2 separate regions of the Mus musculus genome follow, and region 1 is linked to region 2. The links are chromatin contacts, called in public Hi-C maps. All regions are on one chromosome and are shown on one strand. The core of a region is the stretch at or near the end of the contact, and the rest is flanking DNA. Distances in the headings are between cores, read along the strand shown.

What was found. Hi-C and Micro-C count contacts between places; a contact is called where the count stands out from the background.
Region 1: a Hi-C map of ventral hippocampal neurons shows a contact between it and region 2, with 2.3 times the contacts expected there. The contact joins the promoter of Pcdh20 here to the enhancer-like site in region 2. A contact is called at or near these places in 2 of 39 promoter capture datasets (hippocampal neurons and liver), 5 of 484 Hi-C or Micro-C datasets (cerebral cortex, embryonic stem cells, liver and 1 more) and 1 of 9 other capture datasets (pancreatic islet).

Annotation. Positions count from the first base shown.
Region 1 is chr14:88,468,525-88,473,255 of GRCm38.p6, reverse strand. Pcdh20 (protocadherin 20) reads left to right here and starts at 1,860. Exons shown (of 3, transcript NM_178685.5): 1 at 1,860-1,875; 2 at 2,161-2,397; 3 at 3,526-4,731. The coding sequence starts at 2,266.
Region 2 is chr14:88,344,993-88,349,749 of GRCm38.p6, reverse strand. It overlaps the pseudogene Gm9274. Among named protein-coding and RNA genes, the nearest start is that of Gm33203, 9.8 kb to the right of the region's middle. Within about 2 kb of position 2,284, at least 19 of the 459 cell types and tissues checked have an H3K27ac peak or open chromatin away from gene starts, as enhancers often do. A contact at or near this core is called in ventral hippocampal neurons, where this site is marked.

The DNA.
Region 1 (4,731 bases), core at 611-3,110, 120 kb before region 2:
GTAGTAATGTAGTTTTCTATAGAGACAGATGGGTAATATGGTGAAAGAGCAGAATCTGCTGTAGTGGAGTGGCGGGGATTCCTTTAAAATGTAGATTTGGAGTAAAGAAGGGAATGACACCAGAGAATAGAAAAGGCAGTTGTGAAAATAGATTGTCTCCAGTTTGTCTTTCTAAAAATAATAATAATTAAAAAAAAGAGTTCTACGACAATGTTATAAATAAAAGAAAATCTAACAGCCACCCACACAGAAAGACAGAGCAGAAAGACAAAAGACCTAACCAGTTGAGATTATGACATATGTGAGTGTACACAGTCCAATGCATTTTCTATCTGTATAGCATTGGAATTGTTGCATATTGTGGGTTTTATGTCCATTAAAAGATATTCTAACTCTAAGCATATGCTCCTGGCTTCTTTGAGGCTAAGGGTATTGCATTAAGACATAAACACAATTTAGATGGAGCATGGTACGGATTTTTAGAGTCTGGTAATGTCTTGACTACGGACTCCAAGGTAAATATTTACCAATGTTGGTAAAAGTTCAGCTGTAGGGTATAAGTGGCAGTCAGAGGGCTAAGAAAGAAGGGACAAACACGCCTCCCTGGATGTGGTTTGTTTACCAGATGCATGATGGACTTTTACCCAGAAGACCATGTCCAGATGTGTACATGTGGTCTGGCTACTTCATCTATACTCCCACTGGGCTGTAAAGAGCTATGCTCATAATATTTGTCAGATTTGTAGTATAGTGTTTTGTCTTTTCCATATACAATACAACTTTGCAATAACAAGCATCAGAACACACCAGATGTTCTGATGTAGTACTTTATCAATGTTCATGAGTTTCCATCTAGGATTAGTGGAATACAGGAGAAAAATATGGCCATTAGCCAAACAATTTCTATTTTGGTTAGTACAAGGTAGAAGAAAATTAAATTAGCTTTCCTTTGGAAAGTACAGAGAATTGTTATTTCTGATGCTAGAGGCAGAGATTTTTCTGGTCTTAACTCAGTCACTAGTCACTTAGCCGACAAGACTTTATGTTCAGGGCAGTTAGGGGGAAATTTAGAAGCCTAGTGAAGAGAATGTAGACTTGAAGAGAAGCTGAATGCCTTTGGCCAATACTTATATGATACCCAGTAGATCTACCAGTTCTACAGACTGAATGTACTGGATACTCCCATCAACTGATTTCATGAAAGATTGCAGGTCACAGACTGTTGAAGATCAGAGTCAGTAAGATAGCAAAACATTTTGGATGCTGGACCTGGACAGCTCCAGGACCACTTTGTAAAGGGGCATACCCCCAATTAGACCCTTAGGAGAGCAGAGTGAGAAGAGAAGTGGGAACATTTGAAGAGCAACCTCTATTTTATTTAAGCTTTAGTGACTGCCCTCTCTCCTTTCAGTGTTTCCCTTCCAGAATAATAGCTGTTATTACTCACAATACACAAATACACACACAGATATATTGACAAACACAGACACAGACACAGACACAGACACAGACACAGACACACACACACACACACACACACACACACACACACACACACACCATGTTCTGCTCGTCGTCGTTCAGCTAGAAACTGTCTTTCATCTAGAAACTGGAGCTACCTTTAAAATTAAACCTACAGGCAGACACCGAGAAACACTATCAGCTTTGCCATCACCAATAGCGAAAATTAAAATGAAGACAGGAAGAGCCTCCACCGATTTCATAGCTTTGCTTTTCTGGCTTGCATCTTTGGCACCAAGAAGTTGAGACTGATCTTGTTTGAGAAAAGTGTGTTTTCTTGCTCAGTGCAAAGAACTGCTGGATCCACATTGACAAGGAGGAATTTGTTGGCAAAGCCTGGTTTTGTGGGAACAGGTCTGTGCGTTCAGACACCAAGGGAGCTTGTTTATTTATTTTAATTCTCTCTTTCTTGCTAACAACCTGTAGACTTGGGATTTAAGTGGTGCAGTAAGGAGCGAGGCTTGTCAAGGCTAGTAGTCATGTGCTCTGGTCCCCAACCTGGTGGCATCTCCTCCCAGCTGTAAAGAGCCAGTCCTTATTCTGGCTCTTTTGGTGGGTTGTCCAGGAGCGGACACTGTAAATGTCCCCTTCTGAACCTAGGCTTTCCAGTTCATCGGAGTTTCTGTTCTTAATTGACAGACCAGTGACTATTGGCTGAAGTTCCCCGGCGATTTGCATGAACAGAGAGGGAGTGTCCTCTGCCACCCTCCCTTCTGGAGCGCTCTGACTGCAGCCTCCCAGGGAATGCGCGGCCGAGGGAACGCGCGCAGCTTGCTGGTCCAGGCAGTGAGCTTGCGCCCGGCGACCTGGCACCCGTGCCTGGATATGGGGCATCTACATCGTCCCAGCAGCAGGACCAGCCACAGGAACCTGCCGGTAAGGATGCGCGAACCCTGGGTCCTCCAGAAGTTGCAATGCTCTCCAGCTGTTTCTACTCCTGGATGGTATTTTCAAACGTTTTCCCAGAATGCAAACTTCAGGAGAGGATAGGGGGAGGGAAAGGAGTTTGGGATACTGAGCCCAAGGTATTTTAAACAAATAGCTTGGTCCCTCGGGTCCATAGAGGAAGTTTCTGAAGCAGAAATGTTGCATGAGGTGGAGGGTCGAGGATGCGCTCAATCCTCTTTATATTCCAGGCTGTAAAGATCGATCCCTGTGTCCAATGTCAGCTTGGAATCGTCTGTCTACTGCAACTGACAAATGCCTTTGCATAATAATTTTTCGCGATTACTTTGCTGGCTTGTCAGCTTAGCAGGAGGTAGAGGGCATAATAAGAGGTAGAGATCCAGATCACTTTATTTGATTTCTTGTACGGATTAAAATGAAAAATCTTTTTCCTCCCTAAAGCAGGTAGGGAATATGGCTCAATTTTCCATCATGATGTTGTTGTTGTTGTTGTTGTTGTTGTTGTTGTTGTTGTTGTTGTTGTCATTGTTACAACTGATGCTGCTGTCCTTATTGGCCTCATAGAAAACGAGTCTATCACATTAGATGTTCTGGGACTTTAATGGTAGAATCATGTCAATGAGCACTAAATCCTGCACTGCTCAGTCCTTTTCGCCACCTTCCCCTCCCTTTCTTCCCCACAACCTACGGAGGTTTTCCTGTCTAGTTAAGCAGCCAGCAAATTGCGTCAAAGTATGCTCTGTTCTGTGTTTCCAGAGACCCAAAGCCTTAAAGTTTGAGATTCTAAACCTTAACTAGAGAAGCTAGTTACCAGACGGTGCGGGAGCGGGGTGGGGGTGGGGGGCTGGGGGCAGGGGAGGGATGCGGGATGCGGAATAGAAGATGAAGAGAAAGGAGTTAAGTTTCAGAGATGATCTCTCCCACAGCTCTTTCCCCTCTGGCAGCAAGTTTCTACTTTGCTCAGTTCAGATTAGGGGTTTTGTTTGTGGTAATGGTGAGGAAGTTTAGCATTGTCCCTGGAGGGGGGTCACTACTTCCTAACTCTGATCTCTGCTTCCTGGAGTGTATAATCACCGTTGTCCCCTTCCTTCACTCCAGCATGTTTTTCTGCTTTTCCTCTTCGTGGGACCCTTCAATTGCCTCGCGAGTTACAGCCGTGCTACCGAGCTTCTGTACAGCCTAAATGAGGGACTGCCCGCCGGAGTGCTCATAGGCAGCCTGGCGGAGGACCTGAGGCTGCTGCCTCGGGCCTCTGGGAGACAGAACCAGCAGTTGCTGCATCCAGAGCGCACTGCCTCTGAGGGGAACCCCCCTCTCTCTTTCAGCTTGGCCTCCGGGGGACTGAGTGGCCAGTATGTGACCCTAAACAACCGCTCCGGCGAGCTGCACACTTCTGCACAGGAGATCGACAGAGAAGCATTGTGCCTGGATGGGGGCGGTGGGGCTGCCTGGGCCGGCAGTACCTCCATTGCCTCCTCTCCTTCTTCTGACTCTTGCCTTTTGCTTCTGGACGTGCTGGTCCTGCCTCAGGAATATTTTCGGTTTGTGAAGGTGAAAATTGCCATCAGGGATATCAATGACAATGCTCCGCAGTTCCCCATTTCTGAAATCTCTGTTTGGGTCCCAGAAAATTCACCTGTAAATACCCGATTGGCTATAGAGCATCCTGCTGTGGACCCTGATGTAGGCATTAACGGTGTGCAAACCTATCGCTTACTAGACTACCATGGCATGTTTACCCTGGACGTGGAGGAGAATGAGAACGGGGAGCGCACACCCTACTTGATTGTCATGGGTGCTTTGGACAGAGAAACCCAGGACCAGTATGTGAGCATCATCATAGCTGAGGATGGTGGGTCTCCACCACTGCTGGGCAGTGCCACCCTCACCATTGGCATAAGTGACATTAATGACAATTGTCCTCTCTTTATAGACTCACAAATTAATGTCACCGTTTATGGGAATGCTACAGTGGGCACCCCAGTTGCAACAGTCCAGGCTGTGGATAGAGACTTGGGGACAAATGCACAGATCACTTACAGTTACAGCCAGAAAGTTCCACAGGAAACCAAGGATTTATTCCACCTGGATGAAGTTACTGGAGTCATTAAGCTTTCCAGTAAGATTGGCGGGAGTGTCCTACAGACACATAAGCTCACCATCCTAGCTAATGGACCTGGCTGTATCCCTGCAGTGATCACTGCTCTTGTATCGATCATCAAAGTCGTTTTCAGACCCCCAGAAATCGTCCCACGTTATATCGCAAATGAGGTGGATGGTGTTGTGTACCTGAAAGAACTGGAG
Region 2 (4,757 bases), core at 1,035-3,534:
AATGGTCCTGCCAAGGCTGTGGGCAAGGTCAACCCAGAAATGAACTAGAAGTTCACTGGCATGGTCTTCTGTGTTCCTACCCTCAAGGTATCCATTGTGGATCTGAAATCTTGCCTGGAGAAACCTGCCAAGTATGATGACATCAAGAAGGTGGTGAAGCAGGCATCAGAGGACCCACTAAAGGGCATCCTGGGCTGCACTAAGGACCAAGTTGTCTCCCGTGACTTAAACAGCAACCCCCACTCTTCCACCTTTGATGCTGGGCCTGGAATTGCTCTCAATAACAACTTTGTAAAGCTCATGTCTTGGTATGACAATGAATATGGCTACAACAACAGCATGGTGGACCTCATGGCCTACATGGCCTCCAAGGAGTAAGAAACTAGACCATTCACCCCAGCAAGGACACTGAGAGCATAATGCCCTAGGTTGCTGAGGAGTCCCTGTCCCATCTCAGCCTTTAACACTGAGCATCTCATTCACAATTTCCATACCAGAACCCCATAATAGGAGGGGCCTAGGGAGCCCTCCCTACTTTCTTGAATACCATCAATAAATTTTGCTGCACTCAGAATAAAAAAAAAAGCAATTAGTTGTGTGTATGTGTTTATGTGCATTTGCATATTTATATATGTTTGTTCATATATGTTTGTACATGTATGAGTATGTGTTTGTTGTACCCCAACATTTCCAAATTTCAAAGGGCAGGTCGTGTTTCTCTTTACTCCTTTTTTTAAACTCCTTTTCTTAACTTTTCTGTTTAGCTCCAACACAGCATTCCTACATTTTTCCAATGCTGGTAGACAACAGTGCAGTGAATTTGGAGTTATCCTTGCCTTAAGGAGTTTTTAGGTGCCAGATCACGTGAAAAATTATTCAACTTAAAGTCAGGTCTCTAGAGTGCAGGATATTTTCTATTCATTCTCCTTTTTCCAGTGCCTGGAGTCCAGTTAAATTAACTCAAATCAAGGTACCAAGTGTGGTATCTACAAAATTATACTCTGGTATAAAGGAAAATTACTTTCTGATATTTAGCTTAACATAACATAATCTGGAAAGAGGAGCAATTTCAATAATTTTAACATTGAGCAGCATATGTCTAAGGAACAGAGCTGTAAGATGTCTGGAAAATGTATGACACATAGCTCAAAAACTAAAGAAATTTAAACTTAATTCACATTTCTATTCCAAACTTTCATTTTTTATTTATGAATTACCTATTCACAATGCCTGACTTCATATGTTTTCAGGGTGGGTAGATGGTTGAGTGTAGATTTTATTAAAGTAGCTGACTGTAAAACATGTTTCTGAAAATCACACTAACTTGGAAATGGTATTTTAATGCTCTTGGCTGAATTCTGATGTTAAAACTAATGTTTGAAAGCAATAAGGTAGAAAACATACATATTTCTTAGTTGTGGTGTGCTTTACTCTGCCAGTATGTACGTGCTTAGCCTTTTAAAATGTCAAGTATGGCTTATATTTTATTAACTATATAGCATCAGGTAACTAGATGCATGTTCATTACATATATTATCCAGTAACAACTGGTGTCTACTAATGGTGTTTTCATTGTTTAATGTAAGGACTTTTGTCAACAAAGATATTTTCAAACTTTTTCTATTATTGACCTCCCAAACTCCATGTTTTTCAACAGGTACCCATAGGAGAGTTAAAGTATATTGATGAATAGGGGCAAGAAAATGAGGAGAAATACAATTCTAGTAGAATGAAAGAAAAATGTCTTGAAAATCAGTCTTATCAGTCACTTGATGTTGATATTTGTATAATTATTCATAAATGCAGGTATAGAATGGAGAGCATGAAGAATTCTTCGGTCATCCTTGGAGCATGAAAATATATTGTATATACATATATATAATGTGTGTGTTTGTGTGTGTGTGTGTGTGTGTGTGTGTGTATACAGCACACACCGTACATGGATTTCACAGGTACTTAGTCTTCAACAAGAAAAATAAATCTTAAGCAAGATAAGTAAAGCACTTACTGACTTAAGTTATGTACTTAAAAATTTATATGGATAAAAGTGTAATGTGGAGAAAGAGGTTAAGACTTAAGCTCTTTATCTATTTAATATCTTATTTATGGTGAATAGAAAAATACTGTATTATTTTCAGTAAAGTTTTAGGCATATTGATATTCCACTGAATATATTTTCTGCGTAGTCTGAGTCTACCACATGCAAAGACTTTGTAGGGCTGCTTCTGCAACCCACCACACACTCTGCAATGGCTGTTCTTGGAGTGGTTCCCAGAACTGACAGTGTCTTCAGTAGGAGTCACATACACAGATCTCAGCAATGGAACTAGTTGAGGGACAGGATGTTATTACAAAGAGGAAATCTGTAAAATGTTTCAAATATCAGTCACAGCCAAAAGGAAAAAGAAGTGGCAGCTAATCAAATGTCAAAGCAGCATCGTGTAAAGGCAGCCCTGTCCTCGGGAAAGTACATGTGGTTCTTTGTGCTTGAATCAAAGCTTCAGAGTCAGAAGATGAAAATATATGACGCATGCTGCTCAAAGAGGAAGCTCTAATCAAGTGCCAAATAATGACAGCTTTTTTTTTTTTTTTTTTGGAAAGAAAGAGTTTAAGACGAAAAATATGTGTTTACGTTTCTAGAAATGAAATAATAGAAAAAGTGAAATACAGTTAAAACTGATTTTTGAAAGTTTATATTTTGATTAGTTCATTAAAAAAATACTGGAATTATTTCTTCAAAATGTGAATCCCATTATGCCCCTTCTCTTTTTTTGTAGCACTGTCATGTAACAAGGTCAATGCCTTCCATATGTCAAGCCTTACTTCATTCCCAGCATCTCTGAACGTAGAAGCTCTTTACCCACACCTCTTATGCACATACTCTCCTTTATTACCCCACTAAAGTGTCTTCAATGTCTGATGCTGGCATAGATCTGAGGCCATTTATGTAGAAACCATATATTCTTAGCAGAAGGCTCTTTCCTTCCTTGTTATTCCGATCATTATGTCTCCATTAACTTAATCATTACTTCTTTCAACCAATCAGTCCAGTTGCTCCACTGTCAAAGCTCACAGAGAGGTATTTCTCTGCGTTTTGTCACCATTACACTTCATCCAGTAGGGCCAGGAGCTTCATGTCACTGCTGTCTACTGCACTACTTTGTGAATTGAGAAAACTCATAAATGCTTTCTGAGTGAAAGAACAAGGAAAATAGTGGGTCAACCTTTCAGAATAATCAACAAAATTGCTACGTGAGTTACTACAAATGCAATAAAAGGTAATCTATTCTAAGTAAATTAGAGCTCCCAGATACTAATTGATTTCTTATTCCATCTTTAGAAGCTTTTTAAACAACCCACTAATCATTACGGTTCTCAGTGACAGCTCTGTATGGTATCCTATCATTCTAGAAGCAGAATAAAAGCAGGAGAGATCTTAATCTTTACAACATGTTGTCTAAATCAGCATAGTGCACAAAAGAACACTAACACAAACACCAATACTTGCTATATAAACTCTCAGATCGTTAACGCTCACAAGAACTTAGAGAAAGCTTGGGGATGGCTTTTAAAAACAATTAAAATAATAAATTCTGCAATAAAGATTTCAAAATATTCTGGATGCATACTTACTGCTGTGCTGGTCCAGTGGGATTGATTTTTATGAGTCCAAATTTCACAAAGATTTTAGAAAATATAAAAACCATTAGTATTCTGTATTAATAAAACAACTGAACACTGTTATTTAAATGTGCTGTCTTAAAAGTTTCAAGTTAAGCACTCTAAGCTGCTTTTTATTAACATTGGGACCTGCTTACTGTCATAAGAGCCAGAGGCTTTAAAGTGTAATTAACAAGACAATTAACCCTCATCAAAAATGTTAACAAAACACAATGAGAGAAGTAGAGAAAGTATGAGAGCAGCTGTAATGGATAGGTAGCATTAACAACAACAAACTACAGACATTCGACAGAAATGGCAACAACCTTACAGAGTTAGACTGTTGAGCCATCTGTTTCTAAAAGCCAAACTTTTGTCAGAGGTCCAGGCTTCTGCAAGATTAGCACAGAATCAAGTATACTATTTAATGTATCAGTCAGAACAACCAGAATATGTACAAATGGGTCAAAGCATTTTGAAACAGCCATGCCTTCAAAATTACATATTAATGATATATCTGTATTTCTCAACCTCCAAATGCCTCAGAACTAGGTTATTTAGAAGTGGCCCAAATGTGTGAAACTCTAAAGTAAGCCCAAAGTTACAATTATATAGTTCAAGACTACTATAACATATCATTTATATTTGATTAGTTGATTTACATAGTTTACTGGAAGCTTAAACCTAGTAATTAATAATGCTAAGAAGGCTCTAGGCATTCGTAATAATCTCAAAACTACTGCATTTGACTTGAAAATTCTTAGTTTCAAGTTAACATGCTATAGACATTAATGAAGTAAAAGAAGTAAGGCTCCCAAAGCCATATTTTATCCATATTTGCAGAAAAATAAGTGGTATGTGTGTGTGCGTTGAGATTAAAATCTATCTATCTATCTATCTATCTATCTATCTATCTATCTATCTATCTATCTATCTATCTATCTATCTATCTATCTGTCTGTCTGTCTGTCTGTCTGTCTGTCTGTCTGTCTGTCTGTCTGTCTATCTATCTATCTATGTATTTATAAGCTAATATATCATTAGCTGCTGTGTGGAATAACTACTTTAAATTCATATATAGTTTTAAGATGTTACCT